Regions from separate parts of the Zea mays genome. Here regions 2, 3 and 4 are each linked to region 1. The links are chromatin contacts, called in public Hi-C maps. All regions are on one chromosome and are shown on one strand. Each heading gives the region's core, a stretch centred on a gene start, on an enhancer-like site or on the middle of the called end of the contact. The rest is flanking DNA. Distances are from core to core; before and after follow the strand shown. Region 1 holds the start of LOC100273651. Region 2 holds the start of LOC103634827 (metallothionein-like protein 2A). Region 3 holds the start of LOC100194114. Region 4 holds the start of LOC103634825 (factor of DNA methylation 1).

Evidence for each region. A called contact is a pair of places that touch in the nucleus more often than the background predicts.
Region 2: a Hi-C map of tassel shows a contact between it and region 1, with 5 times the contacts expected there. The contact joins the promoter of LOC103634827 here to the promoter of LOC100273651 in region 1. A contact is called at or near these places in 4 of 25 Hi-C or Micro-C datasets (bundle sheath, ear, leaf and 1 more).
Region 3: a Hi-C map of ear shows a contact between it and region 1, with 4 times the contacts expected there. The contact joins the promoter of LOC100194114 here to the promoter of LOC100273651 in region 1. A contact is called at or near these places in 3 of 25 Hi-C or Micro-C datasets (ear, leaf and tassel).
Region 4: a contact with region 1 is called in a Hi-C map of leaf, with 5 times the contacts expected there. The contact joins the promoter of LOC103634825 here to the promoter of LOC100273651 in region 1. A contact is called at or near these places in 3 of 25 Hi-C or Micro-C datasets (ear, leaf and tassel).

The regions. Positions count from the first base shown.
Region 1 is chr8:14,507,598-14,515,195 of Zm-B73-REFERENCE-NAM-5.0, forward strand. LOC100273651 reads left to right here and starts at 3,885. Exons shown (of 8, transcript NM_001279565.2): 1 at 3,885-4,017; 2 at 6,197-6,258; 3 at 6,883-7,026; 4 at 7,244-7,317; 5 at 7,422-7,476; 6 at 7,552-7,598. The coding sequence starts at 3,966.
Region 2 is chr8:14,981,798-14,989,395 of Zm-B73-REFERENCE-NAM-5.0, forward strand. It overlaps LOC103634827 (metallothionein-like protein 2A), which reads right to left and starts at 3,214. Exons shown (of 3, transcript NM_001353170.1): 1 at 3,088-3,214; 2 at 2,714-2,797; 3 at 2,104-2,534. The coding sequence starts at 3,152. The coding sequence ends at 2,435. LOC103634828 (Protein TRM32) reads right to left here. Exons shown (of 5, transcript XM_008657412.4): 5 at 7,136-7,598. The coding sequence ends at 7,429.
Region 3 is chr8:14,816,972-14,824,569 of Zm-B73-REFERENCE-NAM-5.0, forward strand. LOC100194114 reads right to left here and starts at 4,891. Exons shown (of 9, transcript NM_001139167.1): 1 at 4,756-4,891; 2 at 3,941-4,016; 3 at 3,689-3,812; 4 at 3,290-3,374; 5 at 2,941-3,073; 6 at 1,971-2,065; 7 at 1,707-1,785; 8 at 1,529-1,611; 9 at 1,161-1,400. The coding sequence starts at 4,794. The coding sequence ends at 1,362.
Region 4 is chr8:14,773,903-14,781,500 of Zm-B73-REFERENCE-NAM-5.0, forward strand. LOC103634825 (factor of DNA methylation 1) reads right to left here and starts at 4,439. Exons shown (of 7, transcript XM_008657410.3): 1 at 4,073-4,439; 2 at 2,843-3,956; 3 at 2,155-2,336; 4 at 1,639-1,728; 5 at 1,268-1,549; 6 at 957-1,169; 7 at 291-851. The coding sequence starts at 3,917. The coding sequence ends at 618.

The DNA of each region.
Region 1 (7,598 bases), core at 2,635-5,134:
ACGACAGCGACGAGGACACGAGCGAAGGGGAGGGAACACTAGGGCAATGGGTCAAGGGAGGGAGAGGGGATGCAGGATGACCCAAATAACATTGTCTATTAAATTTGAGTAAGGGATTGATGATTATCCAACGATCTAAACATTAATTTTGATGGTGTGTTAAGTTTGAGTGCAATTTGTTTGATGGATTTAGTGGAGGTTATGAGTGTGGGATTGATTTGGTTATGTGGATTTTGCAAAGTTTAAACTAGTGGATTGAACGGGTGGATTATATAGTGCTATAGATAAGCTAGGTGTCGCAGTAACAACACAACTATAACCTCTATAACACAATTTGTTACTATAATACCTTTTGTAAAAAATTATAATTAATAAGGTTATGCCCAATAGACCGTGTTGTCGTGCATATATGTGTGCAAAATACCGTTTTGCACTGCTTATAGAATAGAGTTTGAAATTAATAGGTGGAATGAGTTTACACTTTGAGAGTGGAATTAGTGTGCAAAACACCGTTTTGCAAAATATAAGTTTACACTTTGAGAGTGAAATTAGTATGTATCATTTATGCCAATTTGCTAGCTAGCGTCAATCGTATGGTTGTTATAACTCATAAGACCGTGTCTAGCAGGTTATCCATATGATCATCCAAAATACTATTTTGCACTGTAGAATGCACTGCTCGTAGAGTGAAGTTCGAAATAGGTGATGTGATGGGAGAGAAGATGAATAAGCTGTTGGAGATAGTATAAGAAAAATTTCCTTCAAAGAAACAACATTAGCACAACTAGTTTGACAATAATATGCCCCTAGTTACAACTACTTGAAGCTTAATCCAACAAGAGAAAGCTTTACACAATTCAAGTATAAAGGATATCTACTACACTAAGCACTAATACCAGAATTGATCCACTAACAAAACCATTAGCTACGAACAACTAAAACAAGGGAAATAAGCTAGAGATCTAGACTAGAACATCTATACAATAAACTTACTACACAACAGTAAAGCAAAAGTATAGAGAGCTCAAGCCACATAAGTAGAGACACAATATTTATCCTCATGGTTCAGTGACCCGCGTGACACCTCAAATGTTACCCACACGTTGAGTGGCAACTTAAGTATCAAACAAGATATATCAGATAGTGTTCGCATGCTCTAGTTAAATCTTGCAAGTGTTGATCAAGAGATGGTGTGAAACATTTTTTAATGAGGAGAACTAAAACTTTTTAAACATAATGGGAAAACTATTTCGCTTAAATGTCAACTTGTTTTAAAAAATGTACACGAGTAGTGTTAATCATGTCTCATATAGCACATGACATAAACATGAACCTTTTTGGTCTTATGAAAAATTGTAGATTGTTTGGAATCAAAATGCCACATAAAATGAGGAGCTCCAGCTTGTTTTAATTGTTTTACCCAAGTTAGTCAAAACATGTGATGTCAAACCTTGCATTCATGCTTAAATAACTCTAGATTCACTCTATAATAAAAATTAGTAGGGTTTATGTTTCAAAAATACGAGAAAGTACCTAAAACATCTAAAACCCTAGTACACCCCCTTTCTTGATCCTCATGTAACTCCAAGTGTTGTCGACCGTAAAGCTATCTCTAGCAGAAGTTGCATGCGGATGCGTATTTGAACGATCATTGTACGAATGCAAGAGCGCAAACGAGAGGACGTTTCCTGCAGAGCGTGTAACAGACGTGACGCAGAGGAGATAAAAACCATGGATTTGGACTATGGGGAGGTTAAGCACATTTTTCACATCATCATTCATGATCTGCTGGAACAGATAGACAATTGCTTGCGAGCACGTAAAAGGTAAAATGCACATATATTTGTCCGCTTGGGACTTTTGCTAGAGATAGTTTAAGGAAGAGCAAGGGCCACAAAGAAAGAAGAAAGAGTAGATGGTAAAAGATACACATTACATGCCCTTTCTCTCACGTGATGTTACATAAATAATTATTTTAAAATTTTGAAAAGTAGGTTTGTAATGACATGCTTGAAATTACCCAGGCTATCTCTAAGAGCATCTCCACTAATCCAAAAAAACTCCAAAAATTAATTTAAAATGTTAGTAATAAAAAAATTACGCTCCCACAACTTCTTAAATAAGGTCCAAATATACCATTTTTCTAAATATTTTTATTTAATCTCTAAACTTAGACATTTGCTTCGCACTTTCAATAGCCTATATCGCCCATTAATCACATTGTGAAATAACTTATCTGTCATTATTGAATTTGCATCCGCGCATAAATAATGCACTTTAAATGATTTAAGTTGTAGAAATGTTAAATTTATCATCAGGTTAGTATAATTTAAAAATATTTAACGACCTAAAATTAAAAATTGTTAGAGGCTAGCAACTTGATAAATCAGTTTTTAAAGAGTTTTTTTAACTCTTATATTCAAACTTTACTATATAGTACTATCTCTGTTCTTAAATATTTATCACTCGCTAGTTTATTTTTGAGTCAAAACGATAAAGGGAGTACTGTACTAGAACGGTCTTAACAAAAAAATATGTTTACATCCTAGCGACGAGGAAATTTTTGCCATTATAAAACACGGCACATTTAGTTTCGTAGAAATGGAGACGTTGGGGAAAGATTCGACGATATAAAAATACACAGGAACGCGTAGCCGACAAAATAGACTCAAAATCTTTATTAGCCACCGAGGAGAACAATTAAACTTCCTCGCCGTCGGTGCTTAGGCCCACCGTCCAAATCAGGTGGCCTCGCCGCGGGCGGTGGTTGCGCGGGCTCTGCCGGTTCCTCGGGCTCTTTGCTCCACCGGAGGCTCTGCCGGTGCCTCGGGCTCTTTGCTCCACCGGAGACTAGGGCCTCGTACGGGATGCTGGAGGCTGGGACGTCACCGAGCAGCTCGACGGGAAAGCTTCTACATCTGCTTCTCTCGTCCCCTCCGCCACGCCGAGGTGGCGGAACATCGTCTATCCTATATTCGCATGTAGGAATCAATCATCCGAGCTCAAATCAACCAACAGCACCTATGCTCCTCGTGACATCATCCCCTGGAGATGGTACGCTGCAGCTCCTCTCCCGCTGCACAAAACTTGTTCATGTCCATCGTCCCTCGTCCCTCTCCTCCAGACCACGCCCAAATCACCACGATTCTACACTGTTCCAGACCACTTCCCGAAGTCGAATTTCCCCGAGCACAACTCGTTTCCAAATTCCAATCGCTCGAAACCCAGTGTAAATTTCATTTTTTATGGCGTGTTCGGTTAGCTCTCAATCCATGTGTATTGAGTGAGATTGGATGAGTTTTAATCCCAAAAAGTCTAACTTCTTCTCATTTTTTTTTCAATCTCATCCAATCCATATGTATTGGGAATAACCGAACAAGCCCTTACATGGAAATTGACACCGTCATTTTTTTACCGTACGTCATATAAAGAGCCAAATTTACATCGAATATCAAATAGAAAAGACTTATATTTTGGGGAACATATCTATTGCTCAAAGGGGTACGGTGTTCAAGTGCACTTTTTAAATTTGATATATTCATCTCACATCCAGCGGCTGCAGTTAATTTGATTAAGAACCCTCCCACCAAGTGAAGAAGGTGAAAGAGATTGTTTGTAAAATTGGTGCTTCTGTTAGATTAGATGTTGGATGGACGTTCCAGATTTAAAATGTGTACGTGAGTACCGTACCTCTTTGAGCACCGGATACGATTACGTGAGATGTGAGATGAATGCATCAGATTTAAAAAGTGCACTTGAAACTGTACCTGTTTGAGTACCAGATATGTTATATGTGTATTTCCATGTCATTGAATCCCTCCTCAACATCTTCGTTTCGACGAAGTCGAATGTGTCGTGTTTTATAATGTCAAAAATCTCAGCGACGAGGGGCAACAGTTTTCTCGAAGAAGGGAAGGCAGCCTCTTCCTCGTCGCCGGCGACGTCACCCTCAGCGGCTATCAGGGATGCCGGTCAGGGTGGTAGATACCGCCACGCCTTCCTCCCAGCCCTCCCCAGGTTCCCTTACCCTCCTCGCATCCTCCATCTCCAATAAATACGCTATGCGCATCAGGTCCGCTTTATACGATCAGGTCTAGATCTTATCGGATTATCGTTTTTTTTTGTTGCCTGGGCGTGATGTGATTTCGTTGGATTACTGTTGGAAGCTATTTTTTCTGATCTAGATTGGCCTAAAAGCAACTCCAAGAAGGAGTTCTAAACTTGAGCCTTAAAATTTGTATTAGGACCTTTTGATTTATTTAGGATCTCCAACAACCAGGCCTTAAAATCAGGATACCCAGCTGGGATCCTTACCCAGCTTCCATCTTCTCTGCACGAGGCAACGCGCTTTTTTCTAGCATATCCTTCTCGTCAGCTACGCATTCGTTCGCAATCGGCCGCATGAGGCCCACATCATCCTTCCTCAAGGGCTGCACAGTTAAGCGCGACGGCTGCACACGGCTGCAAGGTACAGCTCGACGGCTGCTGGTAGGGGCATCACCGCATCATCCCTGCACGGTAGGCTCTTGACCCCTGCACAATACGGCTGGAGGGCTACGAGACGAGTGGTGGCGGAGTCTGCTCGCTGGAGGTTGGGCGCGTGGACGAGGTGAATAGTTCATTTAGAACCTGCTGCAGATTTGCAACAAGTAAGCAGTGTGTTGATCAAGTGTATTTTGCATTGTAACCGTTATATGATGCGATATATGATAGCTTAGAAATAATATTTTATATTGCCATATGTGCACTGCAGAAACATGTATGCAACTAGGAGATCTATGATCCATCTCGAAGATGAAGAATTAGATGATGAACTTGACCACCTCATGCTTCTCATGATGGGTGAATATCGGAAGAGGAAGCATAAGCAGCGAAAGAAGCATCGAGGTTCAGTTTTTGGACACAAGGTTTACAATCAAAATAGAGATGAACACGGTATGAAATTATACCTTGACTATTTTGCTGAGCACCCAACATATCCTGAGAAGATGTTCCGACGCCGTTTTCTAATGAGTTCCTCTCTTTTCAAACGGATAGCTAAAGCTGTTGAACAACATACCTCTAGATTCTTGTCGAATTGCATCTATGGCAGTGTTTAGCGAGGAGCTTCACGACCCTTTCGTGGCTGTTCCGGCTTTCTTTGATCCATGCGATGGAGTTTGACGACGGAAGAGATGGGCTTGCCGGCAGGTGGGAGCAGGGCGCGCCGACGAGATGGCAGCCCTGTGCGCCAACGAGGGACGAACGTGGCCGGGAGGAAGCGCACAAACTCTGGAGGGCAGCCTTGTTCACCGATGAGTGACGGCCGTGGACGGAGAGACGAGACGTGCGGGCATCGGTGCGCGGTGGCGAGTCACCAAGATGAGCGGAGAGGTGGGGAGCACGGGAAATGCGCCGGCGGCTCATGTCTGTGGGCAGAGATGCCGTGGCCCCGACATATGGCGGCTGCGGATCAGGGGCGCAGAAGCCCTATCACTGAAGGGAGATGAGGATTTCCTGAACGGTTTGGTAGTTGAGATACTAGAATAGGACCTCTGTACGAGGTTGTATATTTAGGACCTTTAGGTTGGAGTCCTATATAAATTTGATTATTGTTGGAAGCTATTTTTAGTCCTCAACCCTTTAATTTAAGATAAGGCCCAGTTTAGCACCTTTGTTGGAGTTGCTCTAAGTTACCTTGAGTTTGACTGGCTGCAGTTTGATCCTTTCTATCAGCTAAATTACTGTGTCCAAAACTTAAGCGTCAGCTGGGGGTAGTCAGCAGTGAGTCTTGATGCTTTTGAGCCTTGGAATTTTTTTTTGCGTTTTGGTTCCAAATTCAGTTGGAAGCTTCTCCCTGATAACGTAGTGTTGCTAATATTTGCATGTGTTTGATCATTCATGTGTAATGACAGTGCTCGGCGTCCGAAATCATGGTCCGTTACTCATGAGATTGTGACTTGAGTGTGACAACATTTCTGCTCATGCTGTATTGTTTGCTGGTTCTTAGAAAACCAATTGTTGCCATGTTGATGGAAGTTCTAGTTAATCCGAAAACATATAGTGGTTTTTCCTTATGGGAATCTAATTAGTTTTTGTAGAATTTATTAACATGAATTTTCCTTTCTTTTTTTCCTTTTCAGTTACAACTGCTTCGGTGATGCTTTTCTAAGTTCAATAGTTTGACATGTCATACTCATTACAATATTCGTTGCAGGGCAAGAAGCAAATACTGGACACCCATCTCCTCCTAGCTGTTCACTCTTAAGTGCTGGAAGAGTAAGTGCTTTTGTTCTTTCAATTGAAATTTTGACTAAGAACGTCACTGTTGTGGTCCGGTAAGGTTCATGTGTACATATCACTGGTTTTGTTACAGTTGTATTATTAACTGCTATCTTCCACAATTTCCTTTCAGTATGGTACATGTGTACATATCACTGATTTTGTTACAGCTATGTTATTAACTGCTATCTTCCTCAATTTCCTTTTATAAAGCAAATAGGAGTTCACCATTTTGTCTTCATCTCTACTAATGCCAATTGCCAACTACTGCTGCTCCTAGCTCCCATTTCTATTCTATATTCTACGAATTTCACGATTATTGCTTATCATCATTTTGCTTTTCTGCTTCTTTTTTTTGTTTTCCGTGTTTGTGTGTGTGTGTTGGGTAGGAAAGGCAGGATCGTTGTTGGATGTGTGCTGTCAAGTAACTGTAGTTCCGCTTATCTTCCAGTTTCCATTTTATGTTCTGGGGCATAGGTTATGGTTTTCACAGTAAATTGTGCAAAATGTAGCTGTATTCTTGTATATAGCTCACGCTACTACTAATGAGCATTGTGTCATCTTTATGATTGAAGCCAGAAGGGTTGCCATTGACTAAATTTGCTTGTATCTTTCTTTCAGTCTTTTGCTGGAACTCAAAATGTTTCAAGCCTGCAGAAGGATGAAGCATGGAAAGTGAATGTACGCATCCATGGTTGTGATCTTGATCAGGGTTATCTATGTGGAACGATGGAAGCGCTTAATGTTCCATTAGCAGATACACCTGTGAGTACATTTGTTCTTCCACTTTGAATCTGAAATCTAATGTTATCCATTGAAGACAATATTAGTTATAGGTTTGCTAAATAAATAATTGTGCACCATCAAATTTTTAAAAGTTAACTGAGAATTAAATGTGTTGCCACTTGACAGAGTGCAAGACTGGATTTAAAAATACAGAAAAAATGATGTGTTTAACCTCATGTATTTGTTCTGTCGGTAGGTTGTGACTTTCTGGGAGGGGGAGATAGTGGATGCTAAAAATTACACATTTTTCACTGGAAAGTGGGAGGCATCGTGAGTATCGATGTTTTATGCCTCATACCATCTCTGTTTATGTCCTGGTGACTTACAGCATTCCAAACTTACATGTGAAAACATCTTACTTACACTGTTTGCAGACCAGAGGATGATATAAGACATTGGTCCAAGTTCCCATCATTTACACCTCTTCTGGTAATTGGTTACCTAACTTGGTATTGTTCATCATCTTGAATCTATTGATGATTTGCTTTTATGCCCTTCCTTCAGGGTCAGATTGAGACAGATGGTGGCAAGTCTCTGGACTTTAGCAACTA
Region 2 (7,598 bases), core at 1,964-4,463, 470 kb after region 1:
TCCGGTTGCCACAACGGCATGTACCTAGGGCGCTAGCTCACCTCCGCTAGACACGTAGCACTCTGCTACACCCCCCATTGTACACCTGGATCCTCTCCTTACGCCTATAAAAGGGAGGACCAGGGCCCTCTTAGAGAGGGTTGGCCGCGCGGGGACGAGGACGAGAACAGTCGCTCGCCGGAGGCCGCTCGCTCCCTCTCCCGCGTGGACGCTTGTAACCCCCTACTGCAAGCGCACCCGACCTGGGCGCGGGACGAACACGAAGGCCGCGGGATTCCCACCTCTCTCACGCCGGTCTCCGGCCGCCTCGCTCTCCCCCCTTCGCGCTCGCCCTCGCGCTCGACCCATCTGGGCTGGGGCACGCGGCGACATTCATTCGTCGGCCCAGGGACCCACCGGTCTCGGAACGCCGACAGATATATATCTTTTGTTTGTTTGGATGGAACAGCAAAAACAAATAAAAAAGGGACTTCCTGGTCACTTTTCCGAGTGTAACACTCGGCAAAGAGTGTCTTTGCCGAGTGCTATGACCATGGCACTCAGCAAAGAAGGAAACCTGGGAACCGGTAAAGCCATCTTTGCCGAGTGCTGACCATGGCACTCGGCAAAGAAGGAAACCTGAGAACCGGTAAAGCCATCTTTGCCGAGTGCTGTGGTCAAGGCACTCGGCAAAGGGACTGGCAAAGGGGCCCACTAGAGGACTCTTTGCCGAGTGCCAGTCCACTAAACACTCGGCAAAGAAGCCTCCTTTCCCGAGTGTCTACGAGAGCTCTCGGCACAGGGACTGGCGGTGGGGCCCACTGGACCTGTCTTTGCCGAGGGCCGTGAGAGCAGACACTCGGCAAAATTGGCCTCTTTGCCGAGTGCCAAAGAAGACACTCGGCAAAGGATCCGTCACCGTCACTTGGCGCCGTGATGGTGACTTTTCTTTGCCGAGTGCCCGACAAAAAGTACTCGGCAAAGAGGTTGTTGCCGATGTACAGTTCGCCGAGCGTTCTTTGCCGATTGTTACACTCGGCAAAGCCTTTGCTAAATGTAAAATAGCCTTTGCCGAGTGTCTGAGACACTCGGCAAAGGAGCTGTGTCCGGTAGTGACTAGGGGCATTTGGTTACAGACTTACAGGTACTAAAGCGTATACCGAATACATGTCTTAAATATAGTTTAATTATAAAATTAATTATTATATAGGTGAGTATTAAACGACAAGATAATTTTGTTAGGTCAAATTAATCCATGATTAGCAAACGACAAGATAATTTTGTTAGGTCAAATTAATCCATAATTAGCAAATGTTTATTGTAGCATTATATAGACGAATCATGAACTATATAGACTTAATAGTTTCGTCTTACCGTTTAGTTTGTATCTGGACTAGTGCTGGGAATTAGGCCGGGCCGGGCCGGGCCAGCCCAGCCCAAGCCCATCGTGCCAAACAGGTTCGGGCCAGTAAAGCCCAAATAATTTTTGGACTGTGTCGTGCCAGCCCGAAGTATAAAAACAGTGGCCCAGCCCGGCCCTAAACCACGTCGTGCCTTCTTTGGGCCGTGCCGGCCCAAGCCCGGCCCGTGTATTTGACCACATAAACTCAAAATATTATAATCATATAAAGTTCATAACTTACTAAATTAAAGATATTAAACAATTGTAGCATCATTTGATCACATAAACTCTAAATATAACAACAATATAAAGTCGATATCTTACTAAATTAAAGAAATTAAATAGATTGGGCTTAATTGGACCGTGCCGGCCCAAGCCCGGCCCATCTATGCGGGCCGTGCTGGGGGCCTGACGGGCCGGAAATTGAGGCCCGTCCCAAGCCCGCCTTCAGGCCGTGCTAGCCCGGTCCAAATTATTTCATGCCGAGCCGTGCTTTGGGCTCTTATTTTCGGGTCGTGCTCGTGCTGGCCCAAAAAGTTCGGCCTATACTCCCAGCACTAATCTGGACAGAGGTAGCGGTGGGGCTGGCGCATAGAGCCTCACTAAAAGCTCTCCTAAGATTTTTAGTATACATGTATAATGTACTTAAAAATAGCCTTCAAACATCTGACGCGATTAAAAATTAGGAGAGGAACCAAACACCCCCCTTATACTCCCGGGAACAGACATCAGGAAAGGGTACACGCATCACACAAAAGGTGGGGTATGGATAAGATTATAGATGGATGGTGACACAACACAGCAGGGCACATGGCTAGCCTGCTAGCGTGCGGCACCCACACAACACAACACACTGCTCGCCAGAAGCGCCCCAGGAGGCCAGGGGAGGACACGACGCCGCCATCAGCCATCATCATCATCTCAGACTCAGAGCATGCCATGGCACGCAACTGACTGACTGACTCGAAACACACACAGCGACGCCGCTATACTTTATTAAGCTTTATAATTAGCTAGCTTCCTCCGGCCGGCCTGCAGGGTGGAGCACCTAGCTCACTTGCCGCAGTTGCAGGGGTCGCACTGGCAGTTGCCGCCGCACTTGCACCCGCCGTTCTCAGCTCCGGCGGCCGCCTCGAACCCGCCCTCGGCGTGCCTGCATCCATACCATCACCACCATAAAGAGAACATAAAGAGATATTTGGCGCGTTCTGTTCTCTACCATACTGGCACCGCCTATCCATCCATATGCCGACAGTAGTACACAGCTCATAATAACTCAACACCACATGTTATTTGGCGCCGATCGAGAGAGAGGGGTGAGGGAGCACATACCCCTTGGATGGTGCGACACCCATGATGAGAGCCTGGGTGGTGGTGGTCACCTGCTCAGCCATGTCCGGGTACATCTTGCTGCACCTGCATACATGTAGAGACAGACAGACATACAGATCGATAACGATGAGCATGACGAGAAAAAAAGGCAGCAAAGGTTCGGTTCCGATCCGTGGATGGATGGATGGACGTGAATCGAAGCGCATGCAGCAAGACGAAAAGCAGAGCCAGCCAGCCATGGAGGAAGGCGTGCAGATCAGGGCCGGAAACCACATATATATATATATATATATATATATATATATATACACATGTTCATCCGCCGTCAGATCTGACTCCGGCCGAGAGCGCAACGCGGACTGGACGGGGCTTACCCTCCGCAGCCGTTGCCGCACTTGCAGCCGGAGCCGCACCCACAGTTGCCTCCGCAGCACGACATCCTCTCTCTCTCGACCTCGCAAACAAGAACACGGATGAACTGAACGAACGAAGCTCACAGTCGCAGTGGACAGACGACCTGCGGCCTTGCTCCCGTTTTATAAGGCCGGGCGGGGGAGCAGGCCAGCCATCTGGCCGCCCACGCGGCGCGGGGTCTGGATGCTCCCGTGACGTGCGAAGTTACGCTCCTGCCCCCCACCCCTGCACGGCTCTGGCCGTAGCCGTCCATGCGCCATGAGACGCGGACAAATGCGGTTCGGAGAGCGAGCGTCACGCGCGCCGCGTATCCTATGCGGACTGCGGGCGGTGCGATCCGGATTTTCGCTGCGGGGGCAGGGCAGTAAATTGAATCAGTCCGCCACCTACTACAAGCCTACAACTATCAACCATTTTTTTTGTTTGTATTGTTCGCTTTAAAACGTTTGTGTGACGAATTTTTGGTTCCGTTACTACTAAATTTTAGTGTAAGATTAAACTTTAGTCCCTATTCTGTTTGTCTAAAAACTAAAGACCATTAAAACAGATGACCAAAGACCAAAAATAATGCTTCCAGCAAGTAATTAATCAGAGACACATACAATAATGAGAGGTAAATATAGTCCAGAATATGCTTTAGTCCCTTTTAATCATCCCCTCAAAGGACTATAGACTAATTTGACAATTTAGTCCTTCACTTATAACTTGTATTGACAATTTAGCTCCTAAAAGGAACTAAAAGAGAGAGACTAAAGTTTAGTTCTGTAGAACCAAATAGTGTGCCATCAAAATAGTGTCTCTAAATTTAAAATACTATATTGTTTACAATGTTTAGCATACTTCAAACAAATTAAGCTCTAACAGTCAAACCCTAAATCATGTATTTGAGGAAATAAATTGTATTATTTAAAAAGAAAAGATCGTCTAAATTATGTGTTTTAGGAAATAAATTATATTATTCAAAAAGAAAAGATCGAGATGATGTAGAAAACAAGGATAGAGCAGCAATCCGAGATTTAGTATATTTAGGTTACTTTATGGTCTGCTCTATTTTTTGATATTTTTTTTTTGTAAAATATAACATTGTTGGAGTTGTTTCTTTATGAATTGAACTCGATAGGACACTGGTTTAAGACATTGTTGAAGATAATCGATGCAAATAAAACTTGCAGGGATTCCTCATGTTTCGATTCATTGAATTGAATGAGATTCTATGACATAGTTAGAAACTCACTAAGTGCATATACAACCAGAAGCTTTAAATAGAGCCCTAAAAACTAAAATAGGACCATATTTGTTTAGAGCTTGAAATAAATTTACACTTCAATAGTTGGACCTTAAATAATACTATTTTGAAACTAAATCATATTATTCGAGAAAAATAGTTGGAGATTAAAAGAAAACGATGATATGACTCTAATATACGGGGAATTATATTTATGACCCGAGAGACCGAGCTCTATAATCATTTAATAACACTTTATGAAATAGAGCTATTGTCGAAGGGTGATTTTTGGTCCTGAGCCCTATATTTTAAATCACAACCATATTTAGAGCCCCTCTTAAAGATGATCTAAGAAACACAAGGGAATGAATGGAAATTTTATTTCATCCCGCTATAAAGGTAATTTTACTCCTTGAAAACAGAATGAAACCTCTAGTGACCAAACCATTTGAAGCTTGCAAAACAGAATTTATTTCATTTACATACAAGACATTATCTCCTGCGCGCGCCTTGAAAAAGGAAACAAACACCCCCATCCGCTTCGATCAAATACTTATATTGCACCCCCCCCTATAAATCATTTTAGAAAATTATGTTTTGGATATAAAAAGAGCACTTTTATAATTTATAGCAAATATAATTCTTTATCGATGGTACCGAGAGGGCTGTCTCATCTATTCAGGAGAAAAGATGCTTATTTTATAAATATCTTAAAAGTATACTGCTTTTTAGGTATAGGAGATATAAACAGGACATATTGCTGCACCTCCAACTTCTAAAATAATATCTTTTAGGTATAGGAGATTGGATACGATATCTTATAAAGATGCTCTAGCTACCAAGTTGACCTGCACAAATAGCATGGATATCTAGTTTGTTTTGTCGGAACCCTTAGGTTCTTTCACATGAAATAACTTTTGAAAAAAAGTTCTGTTTATTTGTTTGATCGTAGTTCTTCTCTCTTGATGTTCTCCAGATGTATCTATATATGCACGGACTCCGCACACCATCAACCAAATCCTTGGATTAAAGACCCCTCTTCCTTTTTACTATTCCACTCCTATCCAGTGGCTATACAATTTCAGTTTTAAAATGTCCACCTCTACTCCTATGGCTCTCGAGATGGTTAGAGGATCCATCGGAGGCCCTTGGGCTGTTGGGACATCCAGGTAACTTGAGGGCATCCTGGCCTCTAGAGGCTAGAGCTATTAGGGTTATCGGGTCGTATGGGATTGTTGTTGCGTGCCATGATATTATTTGTGGTCGTGTTGTGGGATTGGATTGGTTTGGCCACCCGGACAGGTTAATGAGGGAGTTAATAATTGAATTGATAGAAGCATAATGGACCTGTAACATACAAGTAATGAGTGTACGCTATGGTATCCACTCTATCTTTTAATCTTACTCCAACTTCTCCTGTTATATCTAGCTCTGGTAGCATAAATAGGAAGAGAGACAACAACACAAAGCTACTTGCTTCTCGCTTTTTAATCGAGTTGTGTCTGAACCGACTCGTCGCAATCCTCTGCACGCACGCAGTGTTCGAGGATCCAACATCCGGAACCACCGTCTACATATGTGACACTTGCTCGGATGTACGAACGATCAAGTATATGGTTAGCATCTCCATGGCTACTTGTTGGTCATCTTCTTTCTGGGGTTGTCTCAATCACTATCTTTCTCTTCATCTTGGTGGACGCTCGAGGAATGATATTTGTGAACGTCGACCTGCATGAGCTATGGTCCGCTACTTCGAGCAACACATGACGATGTTGACTCGTGTGAATGAAGTCATTACTATCTTGAGTATAGCTTTCCTGTGTTGAATATAATTTTATATTTATTTTGAACTTAATATAGTTTTGGTTATGTTCGATATGATTTACATATATGTATCAACTACTGTTGTAAACTATTGCAAATAGTAGTATTACATACGTATATAAATTTACTAAGTTATTTTAGATTAAATTAAACATGAAAAAAATGAATTCCTAACAGTGTTAACTGTGGATGCAAATTATTGCTTGTTGGGCAACAGATTGGTGGTGTCCCGTCCATCCGTCGACAACCTTTAGTAAAGCCAGGAATCAGAATATCATGATGCCTCCCTAGGGATATAATGTTTCCGTGGACCCGGAAAACGGCAGCCAATAGGTAGGGATGCCATGCTGATCAACGTTGCCCATCTTCTTTGCCCTGCTATTCATCATATTCTCGCAATAAGGGCGCCCTCCCCAACAATCAGCGCTAGTACGTTGCTAGGCGCTAGCTGATTGGATAATCATGTATCATCCAACGTGGAAGCTGTAAAAAAAGAGGAGATTCTCCCGTCCAGCTCAGCCAGACACCCAGCTGCTACGTACGTCGCTAGGCTAATTTCAACAAGAATGCGTAAAAATGGAAATCCAAATCCAACCAGATATCTAGGGGTCTTTGATTTGAGGAATGACTCCATCCAAATTAAGGTGGTGCATCATGTGTTTATTTTTTTAATTTGGTGGGATGACTTAATTTCTTATATTAGTACTAACTAACTAAGTATGAAGAATGAGGTGGTGATAGATCAACTTCTATTCCACAAACCAAACAAAAATAATGAGAAGATAATAAACTACCTCATTCCTCAAACCAAACACCCCATAGATATACATTAAAAAAATGGTCATTCATGTATTTGTACCCTCCCACGTCACATCTAAAATGAGTAAGTATATTTATTTTCATATCACATCTATAACCGATACACGAGCTGCCATTTTTTCACCTTGACCCACATGACATGTTTCTATCTCAAAATTTTATTTTCAAGACTATACATACAAGTAGTTCTTTCAAGGTGTACGTACAAAAAGTGGAGTAAAAATGTTGCTCTCTCTTCCATTCATTTATACCAGTGCATCAACTGAATTCCTATCCTAGGAGGACCTAACAACACTAATCCCCAGATCACCTTATGCTCAAAGGAAAAACAAAAGGAATTTTGTACTATGTACATCAGAATGATCCCATGCCTTTGCACAATGTAGAACTCCTAATAAACGCAGAGAAAAGGACAAAAATAAATGCCTGAAACTCAAAACTCTGCAAGCTGAAGAACGAGCTCAGTCAGAAGCTTGTCAAATACAAAGTCTACCAACTTGTTCCCCACATGATCAGCATCTCCCGAAAAAGTCGTCCAGGGGTCGCTCCTGGCTACTAGGTCATTCGACAAAATCGTGTCGACTTCGATGCTGGACCGTGGCC
Region 3 (7,598 bases), core at 3,641-6,140, 310 kb after region 1:
ACAGTCCAGTTTTTCTTTTTGTGGAAAGAACTGTTAATCATGTTTCAGTTTATAGCTATTCTATTTTTACTATTCAAGATAATGTAATCTAGTGATTAAGTAGAACATTGGAACTAATAATGTATTAGTATTTAATTTTGAGTGTATGATGTGACAATGTAATCTTGTATGAATTTATAAACTTTCAACTAATACTATAATGTAATCTGGTTTGTGATATTACTTTGTGTTTTGAATTCCATGGAGAAAATTGAATTTAAATGCAAAGCTAATCCTCAAAAAGTTTGGCGCAAAAAAAAAAGCACACTTGGCGCTAAATGAAGAGTTAGGCTCAATGCTAGACTCAACCAACCAAACAAACTAGTGCTTGAATCAGTTTATGCGAGTCAGGCAACCATTCAGGTTTCTGAGTGAGGCAGAACGAGATTTTTGACTTAGCCAGAACGACATAAGAAATGAAACCAAACAATATATGTTGGCCCTGCACAATGCAGGTTGGCTCTGTTGAGATCTTCTCATTTTAGCTCTGTTGGGATCTCATTTTAGCCTAGCTAAAAAAACGGTCAAGCTGTTTAGTTTAATGTCTAACTTACCATAATTTATCACACATAAGGTTAGACAAGTTAGGCATGCGTTTAGTTTATAGCCATAGTTATGACAAAAATATTTCTTTTTCCGCATAGGTCCACTCGTCAATGACTTATTGAAGTATGAGAGATACCTTTAAACATGTCACAGTTGGCATAAAATGTGTGGCATTTTTAACACCTTAGTATAGAACCGAATAGGCCGAACCCCAAATAATCGCGGCCATAGTGCAAATACGAGTGCTTGGCAGGGATCCTAGCGTCCTATGGCTGAGGATATCGCATATCGTACAATAATTGGCTGCCTGCCTCCGTGCAACGATTGCATTCGGAGACCAGGTTAATCCGTACAGGGCATCAACGATCAGTACAATCTTGGCAGCATTCGACCAATGTGGGGCTGTGGGCACAACAAAGGCCCAAACTAGTCTCACAAACTAAAATGCCCAAACAATGTCTCACAAATTTGTGTAGACGTTGTAGACTAGTGCCACAAAAGGGCGTCGGGCGAAGACGGATCCATCGTAATTCACACACACAAAAAAAAGGCTACACAAACACCACTATCGCTATGTCCAGAGGCAAACATTATTAGCAAGCTGAATCAAGCTGTAGAGTAGCCTCACAAAAAGCTAGGGGGAGGGAAATCAGCATCCGCACCAGCGCAAAGTTAGTAGCTTACATAGCACTGCACGGTTAAACAAAAAAATAGTCTGATCTGTCTTCAGCACATCACCGCAACAGGGTGAAGGGTTGGAACATCTTCAGCGGACTTCACACGGCGGCGGCGTTGATGATGTCGATGAACTCGGGCTGGAGACAAAGATATGGGAGGAAACAGTCAGGTTGCTGACATAGGTCATTTTGTTCTTTCTTTGGGTCACAAAAATAAAGGGACAGACAGGACATCAACTGTCATCCTGGATTTTTTTTCCCGTTACCTTCAAAGAAGCACCGCCCACAAGGAAACCATCGACATCAGGCTGTGCTGCCAGCTCTTTGCAGTTCGCAGCAGTTACTGAACCTGTAGCACAGAAGGCACATGCGTGATTGTCACAAGATGGTTTAGCAGCCAACACATGAAACCCCAAGTCAATTGCTCCAAAAATGTATGTATACCTCCATAGATGATCCTTGTAGATTCAGAGACCTCAGGGCTGACATTGATCTTTACCCAATCCCTCAGGGAGGCGTGCACCTGGGAACATAGTGCAAATCTGAGTGTTAACCATAATAACACAAATCTGAGTGTTGCACAGAGAAAAGGATAACGCATGTAGCAGATCAACATATTTATAATCATAGTGCATCGCAGCCCAATATTGAAACAGATAAAAATACATTAACCAGTAGAGAGTTGTACCAAGAGAGAACAGAACTTACTTCCTGAGCCTGAGCTGGGGTGGCGACTTTGCCAGTTCCAATAGCCCAGACTGGTTCATAGGCAAGAACAACGTTGCTCCAGTCCTTGATCTTCTCTGTAAAACAAACAGCCATTTGATCCATTCAGCCTGATTTTTCGTATAGGGTCAAAAAACTTGGTAACTTCAAAGCAAGGCACTAAATGTTCACATGAACAAAACAAAGGGCAGACCCAGCTCCCACATGAATGTGGGGTCTTTCCCCCACAAATGCGGAAAGGAAAATCCAGCATGTAAATTCATCCAAGCAACAGAAACAAAAACTCGGCCAGGGAAGGAAAGACCGCCCTCCCGGTATTCTATTAAGAAGAGACCGAAACATGGTCCCGGCCGAAAAAATCCCCGAACCCTAGCCCCCCATCACTAGTTGGCCGACATCGCGCACTCTGCAAATGCCCAGCCGGAGGGTGGGGTGCATGACATAACCCGAGGGCGGGCGGGGCACAACGAAGGGATTTTTTAACCAAGCCCGAAATTCGCCCCCAAGGGGGATCGAACCCGGGACCTGGAGGTGCTACTTGGAAGCTTTAACCATTACGCTAAAGGCCCTTTCGCAGCGACAGAAACACACATAAGTTGATTCCTAAACTAAAGCTGTTACAGAAAAACAGTAATGTCCGAACTCCGGATATGTAGATTATCTAACAGAACTGATCACCAGAAGCAAAGGGCCTGTTCAGTTTGGGTTTCAGCTGCTGTGGCTAGCTGCAGCTAGCTTATGACTACAGTAACTCTACTGTGACACCTGAGAGGCAGCAGCCAACGACTGAATAAATGCCAGACGAACAATCTCAACCAAAAGATGTATAGCTACATTTATATAATGAACCAACAAGGCAGCAACTCTTCATTACCATTAAAAAACTAACCATGAAGGGCTAGAAAGAGACTACACATGTCATGTCACTGGAGGGAATGTAAAGGAAAAGTACCAGCAATTGCTTTTGTTTGTGCAGCAACAACATCCATGGTTGAACCAGCCTCCCTCTCCTCAAGGGTCTCACCAACACATGCAATGACCTTTAGTCCCTGAGACAGAGCAAAAGCAACCTTGTCTCCAACAAACTGGCATCCAAGCAGAAGAGTAAAACCATTAGATGTGAACATTCATTGAATGGCAGTGGCTATGCCGAAGACAGGGAACAGCTAAATAATTGGTTGGTGTCTCAGGGGAGAATTAAAGTAGATACAACATAGTCCCAGATAAAAATATGCACACATTACAAGCGCAATGAAAATAACACAAAAGACATGTTGCATAAGTTGTGACATGGATCATACCTCATTTGATTCTCCCAGCAGAGCTCTCCTTTCAGAGTGTCCAAGAATGACCCAGGGAACGCCAAGGTTGACGAGCATCTCAGCACTGCATCAATAATGACTTCGTAATCAACTAATAGTGAAATTCAATGGGGAAACAAGCGCAATACACAAACTGCTGAATTATGTTACATATATGCAGAATGCTTAACATAGCATAGTAATCAGATGATAATAGTTAAAATTGAATGAAAACATGAAAGGTGACCTCAAAGGACTCCGTGCATAATGGTCAAGAAATATAAGCAATTATTCTAGTACAAGACTATGTATTTGCTTCAAAGTTTTGACAATAATCCTTCCACAGATTGGTCATTATGACATATGTCGTAGTCAGCCAGGATAGAATTAAAGACTAACCTAATTTCACCGGTGAATGCACCTCCCTTCTTCACCCAGCAGTTCTGAGCAGCAACTTGGAACTCTTGGCGCAGCTGGCTCTTGACCACCGGGAGGAACACATAAGGAGGACTGACAACGACCTCTGCAATGCAAACAGTTACAACTCATTAAGCACATCATACAATTGGTAAATTTCTCAGGACTACACAAATGTATGCAATGTTCAAGGTCAGTCCTAAAACATATTATGTAAATTTTGGTTGTCCATACCAACAACATCTGAAGAGGGAACATTTCCTTCATTCAGGGTTTTGACAATCTTCTCAACCTGATCTGTGGTTCCATTCTGCACGCATCAATATCAACCATGACATGATCAGTTATCAAGCAATTCAATATATATACATGTCACTTGTATGAGAAATTTGGCAAAGCAACAGGCTCTTTCACTGCCAGTGTGTATTCGATTCACAAAAGGAGCTCCAACCTACTATCAGATTGAGCAAGCTCTTACACTGCCAATGAGTACTCAATTCGCGAGGAGCTCCAACCTATGCTCAGATTGAGCAAGCCCCGAGCTCCATGACAAGAAACGTAAGGTTAATTCGTGCAGCAAACGAGAATGGGTCTCCAAAAGTTGGATATCGAACTCCTCTGCTCCTACAGACAACATGCATCACGAAACTTATGAAGGGCTTTTACGATTTGCTCTGCGCTGGAGCCTGGGAAGCACAGGCGCATTGGAAGAAGAACGCGGGCTCTTCCAGCTAGGTCACAACATACAAAAACCATCAACATCACCTTAGATTCCGTTTTGTACGAGAACGACCAGATCGATTCTATTCGTGGCCGGACCTTAACCTGGAGGCATCATATCCGGGCTTCCCAACCAAGAGCAAAAAACCCAATTATTACGGTGAACTGAATCCAGAGCAATCGAATCCAAACCCCCTCCCCAAACAAAAACAAAAACAAAAACAAAACACTGCCTAGCTTAACCGTAAACGGGATCAGATATACTACCAAAGGTCCACATCCCATCCACGAAAGAAAAATAGGCAGTTCGACGGGGGAAGAGAAATTACGCATTTCCAGTTGCCACCAACGAAGAACTTGCGGCCCATCTCGGCCGGGTGTCGATTAGATTGGGTACGGATGGGGGAGAGGAGGAAGGGCGCTTCTAAATTGTATTTGGCTTCTTGCAGAGGAAGAGGAAGGAAGAGAAGGTGCAAATGATAACACAGGCGGAGTGAGGTTTGTGGCCTCTCATGTGAGACATGAGGCCTGCCGGCCAGTATTCACGATGACATGTGGCCCCTACTGCCACATGGAATTTTCTTGTACGTTTTACCTTAAAAAAGAGGTATAGGTATCTTTCTATCTCTATCTCTATATATCTTCTTATTATATATATAAGATATATATAAATTATCTATTTATCTATTCTACTATATGGACTACCTTTATCTATCTAACTATCTATCTATATATATAGATAAAATTTTAAAAACAAAAAAGGTGTTCTACTCTATATCTATGTATTTATCTACCAATAACAATGATAGAGAGTGAAGAATTATATTAACCTGACTTTTATTTCTGAAGTGTCTATTTTTTTACATATCTTATGTGTGATTCAAACTCACAACTTGTACTCATATAAATTAAAATAATTGTATTTAGTAACAATATACTCTTTTCGGTATAAATAAATTATCTATTTATCTATTCTACTATATAGACTACTTTTATCTATCTAACTATCTATCTATATATAGATAAAATTTTAAAACAAAAAGGGTGTTCTACTCTACATCTATGTATTTATCTACCAATAATAATGATAGAGAGTGAATAATTTTATTAACCTGACTTTTATTTCTGAGGTGTCCATTTTTTTTACATATCTTGTGTGTGATTCAAACTCACAACTTGTACTCATATAAATCAGGATAACTGTATTTAGTAACAATATGCTCTTTTCGGTCTAAATTATAAGTCATTTAAACCTTATTGGAATGAAAGTATCTTAAGTTCAACTAAATTTGTACAATAACATTAATAAATTAAAATAAGTACAGTTATATTTTTTTATTGATTATGTTTTATAGCATGTCTATTCGATAATATAAATCATCGTGATGTTTCCGTAGTTTTATTTAAAGTTAAGGTGTTTTGGCTCTCTAAAAAAGTTAAAAATGACTTATAAGCATGCTTGCAGCATATGAAATATATTTTGCTAATTATGAGCAAAAACTAAAACATTTAGGGGGTGTTTGAACGTACTAGACTAATAGTTAATTAGCTAAAAAAAATTGCTAATAGAATTAGCTAGCTACAATTAACTAATTTACTAAAAATAGCTAATAGTTGAATTATTAGTTAGATTGTTTGAATGTCTTTAATTAATTTTAGTCATTAACTATTAGCTCTAGTGTATTTAAACATTGTTTAGCCTACCTCTAACAAGACAGGTAAAATGTGAAAATATCCATACTTCCAGCAAGGTAGGCAAAATGTAAAAATATCCATCGCACGATACTGCAGCACAATTTATGTCTCCAGCACACAGGTAAAATGCACATGAAGAGATAAGTTATGCAAATTTGTCCACCATCTCTTCTTCAATGCATAATTTTGCAAATACATAATCTGATGGAGAAACAAAATTTTGTACACCACACATATACCCTTGTTAGAAATAGCTACATAGTACTTACCTTACTAAAGGCTAGTTTGAGAACTCTATTTTTCTAAAGTATTATTATTTTTCTAAGAAAGAATAAAATATTTTTTCTTGAAAAAAAATATAAGTCTCTTAAAAAAAATAGGTTCCGAAACTAGGTCTAAAATATATTTCCGCGTGAAAATGTGCCGCGGAGGCAAATCCCAAACTCGCTACTATGATCGCTCCATGTTATTTGTTTTATCGTCACATATAGCTGTCAATATCCCAATTCGCCACTTTCTTATCAAAAAATATAGGAAGATCGATATCTATTCTATATCTAATGATAGAAAGTAAAGTGTTTCTTCGTATCTGTTTTTTTATTCGTAGAACACCCGTCTTTGGTCCGTCATCCTGTCCGATTTTTTTCCGTGCTCAGTCGTTTTCCGTCACCTGAACGTTTGATTCGCTGTATGTAGTTTGGAAACAGAATACTGATTGGACAACGGACTGGCTGCTAGCTGTCCCTCGTCTCAACATAATACAAACAAATAACTAGCTGTATGTACAGGAGTTTGTTTTTGCTGAGTTGATTTTGATTCGATTCATTGTGAGGGTGATTTCATTCATTCTCTCTCTTGTCTTTCCTTATTCGTATTTTTTACTTATTTTTAAAAACCTCTCCCTCTCTTATTTTCTCCCCCTATTTCTCTCTATTTAGCTATCCTTTACATTTTAACTAAGGTATTTGATTTTATACAACATTTTTGGAGTTCAAAAAAATATAATATTTATAATATCGTAATATGCATGGTTATATGGTAACTAATATTGAAAATAATTAATTTTGTAATTAATATCATTGATCCGTGAAGGGGGAGATTAGGGTTTTTTCTCCTCTCATTGAGAATGGGGAGGGGAGGAGAGTGGATGGTTGTAGCATCTCCATGAGCAATCATACACTGAAAATCATGGGGAGGTGAGCAATTGTGTGAACGGTGGAGCCGTGGTCTAATATTGTCGGCGTTTCGACCCCGGGGGGGGGGGTCCCTGGACCGACGAGTGAATTGTCGCTGCGTGTCCCTGCCCAGATGGGTTGGCGCGGGATGGAACACAAGATGTGGGACAAGCCTTGTATTATCCTGCACCAGGGGTGCCGCTCGCAGTAGGGGTTACAAGCGCGTCGCGTGAGGGACAGAGAGAGGGGGACACAGAGCTCGTCCGCCGCTTCCCTCACGCGAACCCCCCTCAAGGTGGCCC
Region 4 (7,598 bases), core at 3,189-5,688, 270 kb after region 1:
TATATCAATAGATAAAAAAAAGTATATAAACTAGGCCTAAACAGATTATAGTTGTGATACACACGTATGTCTAACACTTACAAACACCAGAACAATATAGACAACTGCTCCATCCGTCCTGAATAAATCAATTGCTGAAACTATCTTTTAAGATAATTTTTTTAATATTTTACCAAATTTGTAGAACTATAAATATTATAAAAATATGCTTTATAACATATGTAATGGTACTAATTTGGTATCATAAATCCTGACTCTTTTCTATAAGTTCAGTTAAACTTTAAAAAGTCTGATTAAAAAAGCTCGATTTTATGATAACTTTAGGAATTGATTTATTCAGAGACATTGAGGGGCGAAGGGAGTAACAGCAGCAAGAAAGACTACTCATCTCAACAATCATACAGGTTAGGCTAGGGCGCCTGCGGCAACAGCACCACATGCACAAGCATATGAACATGATGCATAAGGCATACCCAAGCCTGGATCGCGGGCACTTTATCGTGCCAGATTTCACTACACAAGAGGGGCATCTCCTATGCCAGACTGCCACTTGGGGATCGAGCAGCACACGACTGATGCAACAACATAGAAGGCACTACTCGGCATCAGGCACCTCCTCAGCCCCTCCTGCGCTTCGTCGTCGTGTCCATCTGACTGAACAGGTACTTGAGCACCTCCTTCACCGTCGCCTTCCGGCCTTTCCTAAAGTTCCAGAGCTCCGGCACAACATACCTCCCGCTAGGGTTATACTCGTTAATCTCCATCAGTGCGGTCTTCACCGCATTGCACACATCATCGCCGTACTCGATCCACAGGAACTTCAGTTTTGTGTCATCGTCATCCAGAATTTCCTGCAACGAATGAGGGTGGATATGATTTTTTTTTCCAAACAAATACTAATAGAGGTTCTATAAGCATTAAAGATAACACATAGCTGGACAGAACTGAGCAAGTACCTTATTTTCTCCGTTAACCTCAACCATCTTAAAAGGATGCCAGGATGGCTTCTTTAGTTCATCCTGCCAACTTGTGACTAGCTCTGCTGCTTTGATCTCGTACTCATCCTTTCCGTATTTTGTTTTACATGCATTTTGGAAAGGCTTTTCATCGAGTTCCCCCATTCTTTTGACCCCGATAGCTGTCCGTCCATTTAGCTCTTCCTCCAAACCCTGCTCATTGTGAAAATCATTTCATCATTCAAAATCATTTTATGAGCATCAACTGGTAGAGGAATTGTTAGGTGCATGGTAGAGAAAATAGGCAGCACCTTTATCAGTTCTTTTCGGGCTTCTTGTAGCTCATCATTACTTTCACGCTCCTTCCTCACGAGATCCCCACTCAATTCCTCCAGACGCTTCTTTTCACGCTCAAATCTTTCGCTCAGCTTCTCCATCTTCTCATGGATATCTCCCCCGTCATCATCTCCCTCTAAATGTTTCATCACTTGGAGTGTACCATTCAACCGTTCTACTTCGAGCTCAAGCTGCTGCTTCTCATGCAGCTCTTTTTCTAGTTGAAGCATTCTAGCAAGTACATCTTCCTTTTCCCTCTGTTGGTATTAAGGTGTATCCGTTTTCATCTCTACATTATAGAGAAACATGTACAAAACATCATTAAGAAAAAATGCTAAGTGCAAACCTCCTGGTCAGCCAATAGCTTCAGAACATCTGCATCAGCCCTCTGCTGCTCTATACTTGCTAGCTCAAGTTCACTGTTATCGTATTTTGCCTGTACATTTCAGAAGAGAAACAAAAAAAAAGTATAAGATACTGCAGTATGCACTTATGCTATCGTAACGATATGCTCAGTTGTTACTTTTAGTTCTATATGTCCACCAAACTATGGGCATGCAATTAGATTGTACAAAGAAACCTGATATCCTTGGGGAAATGCCATAAAATCAAAACGATAAAGTACTTAATAGTAATGCATCCTTATCAAAGTGAAAGCATTGATGATATATCATTTTAACAACCATTGAAAAAATAGCAAATAACTATGAAGTCCTTATTTTCAGGATAAAGTCAAACGCTTAAAATAAAAAAATGTTTGACACCACCATAGATCCATATTAGAGCACCATCTACATGACACTTCAGAAAAGGTTGCATGTGCATAGCTTTAGTGCTTCACTTGTAAAATTGTTTAGCTTACCTTCTGCTTCTCATTATCAAGTGTCTTCCTGTCGTTAGCATTCTCAGTTGATATTTTGTCAAGCTCCTTAGCTCGCAAGTTCAGTTCTCTCTTCTTACTTTCTAAGTCAATCCTCAAGTTTTCATTCTCTTGGAAAATCCGCAAAGCATTTTCACGAGCCCTACGATGAAGATTGCGCATTTCTGAAAATAGAATATATAATTTATAAGATAAATGACTTCCAATAGAGAAGTTTGCTTTGTTGATTTTGTAAAGTCAAAAATTTGAGCGCTCAAAATTAAAGATTGGGAGAGGTCAGAGATTTGTTTGTACGTGTAGCCAATGTTCATCCCATCAGGTAAATCTTTAGTCTTGCCTTACCGATAAAAATTAATGCTAAAGCACATAAGGCATGAATAACTTCATGCATGATGCATCATAAGACATAATATTATCTCAACAAGTCATGCGTTCATCTAACCAACCCGTGATTTCTTTTCTTCAAATAATCCATGTATAATATAAAGAAGGAACAAAAAACAAACAAACAGTTTTAGAACTTCCATGAAAATATATAAAATGCAAGGTACAAGATACAGTTAACATAGATGGATATGCTATAGAAATGGCTAGACATGTCAACCATGCAGGCAAAACTCTAAACCATCAAGTAGAACCAAGGGAAAGGGAGAGAAATTGCACGGATTACCTTCATTATATGCCTCATGTAGTTTCCTGTTGTCCTCCTCAAGCCTTGAGATGGAGAGTTCTGTCGCATTCTTCTTTGTTTCCAAATCCTGCAAGTGTCGGTTCTTTTCCTCGATCTTGGATGCCAGTATTGCCACCATCTCCCCTGATTTCTCTAATTCAGTCTTGGAAACCTCGTCTATTGTTTTCAGGACGGTGTGCTTTCTCAAGAATCTCCCTACCACACTCGGCGAATCATAATCCTCAGCTCGGGCAACCCACCCATAAACCTTGACCTCACCTTCGCCACCATCTCCCTCCACGGAACCTATACCATTATCTCTCATCTCAAATTCCTTCTTCCCTAGCTTATTGATGCTGAAATGGTTCTCCAGCGTAAGAGCGTCGCTGAATCCGCTCCAATCATTGGTAAACCTCACAACTGCAAAGGTTTCTGCGACTTCGACCTCATCGACAAACAAAGGCACAACCTCAACCGAACTAAACATGGCTACTCTACCAGCAAAGTCCTCAGTATTGAACCCTGCCCCAGCCGCAAGGACACAAGCCCACGGCCAAGAAAACCTCTCAACCTCCCGCGGCAGACCCACTTTCGCCGCCACAGAACTGGATCCAGCAGTATCTACATTAGCCTTGGCCTTCCCGTCGCCATTGGTACTGCCATCTCTATTAGCAGGGGTGGGTTTAATGGCACCTTGAATGCCAGTGATACCGACGAGGTCTTCCGCAAATGACGGCTCGGTGCGGACAAAGCGCGCGAAGGCGCGGTGGTTCGCGCGCTCGCGGCCGTGACGGCGGTGCTTGCTGGAGACGCCGATGCCGTCGGCGTGCTGGAGGAGGTCCTTTATCTTGTACCCCTGCTTCTTCTTGCCGGGGCAGAAGGGGCAGCGGAAGGTGCCGTCCGGGTTGCGCACCCGGTGCTTGCCGGACTTGAGGAGGCCAAACGACTCCTCCTCGTAGTCGCTCTCCGCATCCGAGTCGTCCTCGTCGGGGTCGTCGGAGCCGTCCTCCGCCGCGGCAGCCTCGGCCTCGGCCTCCTCGTAGGGGTCCACGTAGTCGTCCAGGTCAAGATCCATCCCCGCCCCGGAGCGCAGGGATTCAAGCAGATACGGTTCCTGTACGTACACAAGAACAGCCGTTCTTTGTCAGATCTTTCGAAGCAAAGAGGCGATATTTCTCCCAAATGTTCGTCGATCCAGGAATCTAAAAAGAGGAAATGGGAAGGACTCACCTTTTTTTCCCCCGAACTGGAGCACAGTCGCTGCAAGATGCAGTTGGGCGGAGAAAGCCCTGGCCAATATCGAGCCAGCGGCGATTTCGTGTTTTCTCGCACAGGATTGAATTCGACTACACCGCCATAGCTGGATCTATTGGTGGTATGGCGGAGTCGGAAGAGGCGAGAGTTCTACCCGAGGATTTAAGCGCAGGGCGTTCGATCCCCATTAGCACAGCACACTGGGGTTTAGGGGCGCACGTGAGAGAAGAAAAAGGCACTCAAGTACCCCGACCGCGTTGACAGACGGTTCCTAGGACCGGGATTCGAGGGCTCCTTCTGAATTTTTTCTTTCTGCCATTTTCAAGATGGTTTTGTCGTTTGCGTCGAGCTGAACAATCTTTACTATCATATCTACCCTGGTTACTAAAAAACTCAGATTTAGCAAATTATTAAATATAAAGAAATAAAAGTAATCTTATTCTCAATTCTTAGGTTATTAAATATTTTAAAATTATGTCATTCTCATATGTCCACATTTTCCTATTTCAACTATATTTCTTTTGCAGCAGCGTGTGTGACTCGCTTGTGGCCATCGGCTACAGCGTCTAGGCAGGGGATGCAGGATGTTGGCCGCTACTTGGATTACCGATTACGTATTCTGCTGCGACACACCAGTCATATTGGAACATCTGCAAAGGCGACTATAGCGTTGAGCTATATCAAGAAGATTATGTATATGATCGTGAAAAAAATGTTTTACATTATAGATCGTATTGTTTATAAAGTGGATTTTGAAATAAGATATGGTATGAATAATCTGTTGGAGATAGCTTTACCGGTAGCCAGAGGCTGGCCACTAGTTAGCACTTGGCACCATGGTGATCCTTGTGAGAGCTATATATCATTATAGTAGGAGGATTTAACTCTCTCTACAGTTAGGAGTTCCCCTCCCATATTTTGTTGGTTGTTTGCTTGATTTTGATCTAGGCTTCCTATTAATCAAGTATGCTTGATTGCTAGATCCGATCATTTGCTTCTTAGATTCTGACATGGATCTGGTCGGTTGCTTGCTAGATCCCACGATATTTCTTCAAGTATGGTTGATTCAAGTGTTGATGTGATAAATGGTTATGCTTGTGATCGGTTCCTTGGATCTATGCTTGCTTATTTATCCTCAGATATGTTATCTTGGTCCTTCATACCTCACTATGACGAATCTAATGTGTGTTGCTTGATTTCTACATGTTATTGAAAGTTGCCTAGAGGGGTGAATAGACAAGTTAAAGCTTTTTCAACAAAAACTAGAAGCAAACTGGGTAAAACTGAATTGATCTCGAAATTCACCCAGTTAACTTTGAAAATGAGATGTTCTAAATGATCCACAGGGTTCAAAGTAGTAGATCTGAGAAGGGCACTTCTCAAAATCCACACACCAAAAAGATATAAACAAATCTTTCACGGAATGGTGAGAGAACGAAGAACACAAATAAGCACAATGAACAAGAACACAAGAGACACAAGATTTATCCCGAGGTTCGATCACACCACCAAGGTGCCCTACTTCCTCGTTGAGGCGTCCACAAAGAGTCGGGTCTCTTTCAACCCTAATCCTCCCTTTGCCGACCACAAAGGTCAAGCTCACACACTAATCTTTGCTCAAACGAGTGGGTAATACAAACTTTCTTGTGGTCTTCCACAAGATTTGGAGACTCACAAGAGACACCTAGTCATCTAGGAGCTAGAAGCTCTAAGAGTAATGAATCCACAAAGAACTCGATGTAGTACCAAAGCTCGAATGAAGAAGAGCAAGAGAGATTTGGAGATGAAGCACAAAAACTGTAGCTCTCAAAACTCACTCAAAGATTTCTCTCCAAAGATTTAAAATGGGAGAGGCAAGAGATGTGTGAGAGAGAATGGGAGGTGTTCTTCAAGTTAGAAATGGAGTTTGGGTCGTGCTCTTATGTGGGGAGAGAGGTAGGAGTGAGTATATATAGGTGGGGCTTCAAAACTAGCCGTTGGGATGATTTTGGCTGTGGAGGACCGGTTGAACCGCCCCTAGGGCTGGTTCAACCGCCTAGGGCAGGCTGACAGTCAGTCTGCCAGACTAGCAGACTGTAGGTCAGACTGCAAAAATAGGTCCAGACACCGATTGAACCGCAGTTTTGACCAGTGAGGTCTAGGAAAAAACACCGGTTGAACTTTCCTTGGACCCCGGTTGAACCTTTTTGGACCCCGGTTGAACTTTTCCTGGACCCCGGTTGAACCTGCCTGGACCCCAGTTGAAGTTGAAGTTCAACTGGAGTCGAGAAAGCTCAACACAGCTAAAAAGCTCAGCTGCAGCTGAAGAAGCTCAACTCAACTGAAGTTTAGTTCAGTTGAAAAGCTCAGCTGCATCTGAAGAAGCTCAGCTGCTTTTCAACAAGAACACTCTAGGTTTCTCAAACCTAACCACGGTCAACCATAGAATTTTAAAGAGATTTTGGTTTGCAAAAAATAGCTTTTGAATATAGAGGCTTGAGCTTTGGCAAACACCAACCTTTTTTTTGGGATCCCCTTTATAGTACGACAATTCCTATACTCAAATTAAATAAAATTAATTAAGTAAACTCCTTGAGTCATTGGTGTCTCATGTGTGATTTCTCCATGGCGTTGCTTCATAAGGATCACAAACATCTTTGTCTCACCTTTTGAAGCAAACACAAATCAAACCCTGTGACTTGTACCATATCACCATATATGTGTTCAAATCATGGCTTCAAGTCACCTTACTGATGCATCAACATGTTATAACTCTTCATAGCTGATTAGTTCATCGATTTAGTGCAGGTACTCTCTTCTTCACTTTAGCCATGGTACCTCGGTCCACAAGCCGTCGCTTGGCCTTCACCTTCGCTTAATTCCTCGAAGCCCTTTCCTTGCTATCTTCACCCTATCAAGCCATTCTTGAGTCACATCATATTGAGCATCCATTGAGAGAATCATTTCTTCAATATTGTGAACCTTGCTTGAATGTCTTCTAGATATAACTGTTAAGATTAATCAAGCTCTAGTTTGATTCTCATAGAAGCATATATGGACTGATAGTAATATGGTCAAGCCAATTCACGATTCCTCATATCTTATTCACTTTGGCTTGACCAATCCTCTTAATCACTTCATCCTCTATTTCGATCATATGTATGTAGTGATTTCTCAGGTCTTGTCCATATATTCAAACCAATATAGAGACCATATTATATCTATTTGCATTGTCTCATTGGTTATTTAACCTCGTGTTGAACCTTTGTTCACTGATCATTATACACTATTCAAGTATGTTCATCATACTGAATTTCCTGTTCAACACTTAGCAAACTCGTTAGACCTTTAAATGTGTTGTTATCCAAATCACCAAAACTCACAAAAGGGGTGAATGCACTTTCAGTTATGTTGTAGATCTCGTATTGTTTTAGTGCCTTTGATTTTCTAAATACGATGTTTTCTAGTGTCTTCTAGCTTAATTAGGTATTCATGGTTACTTTTGTTCGTCTGTACTTCTGTT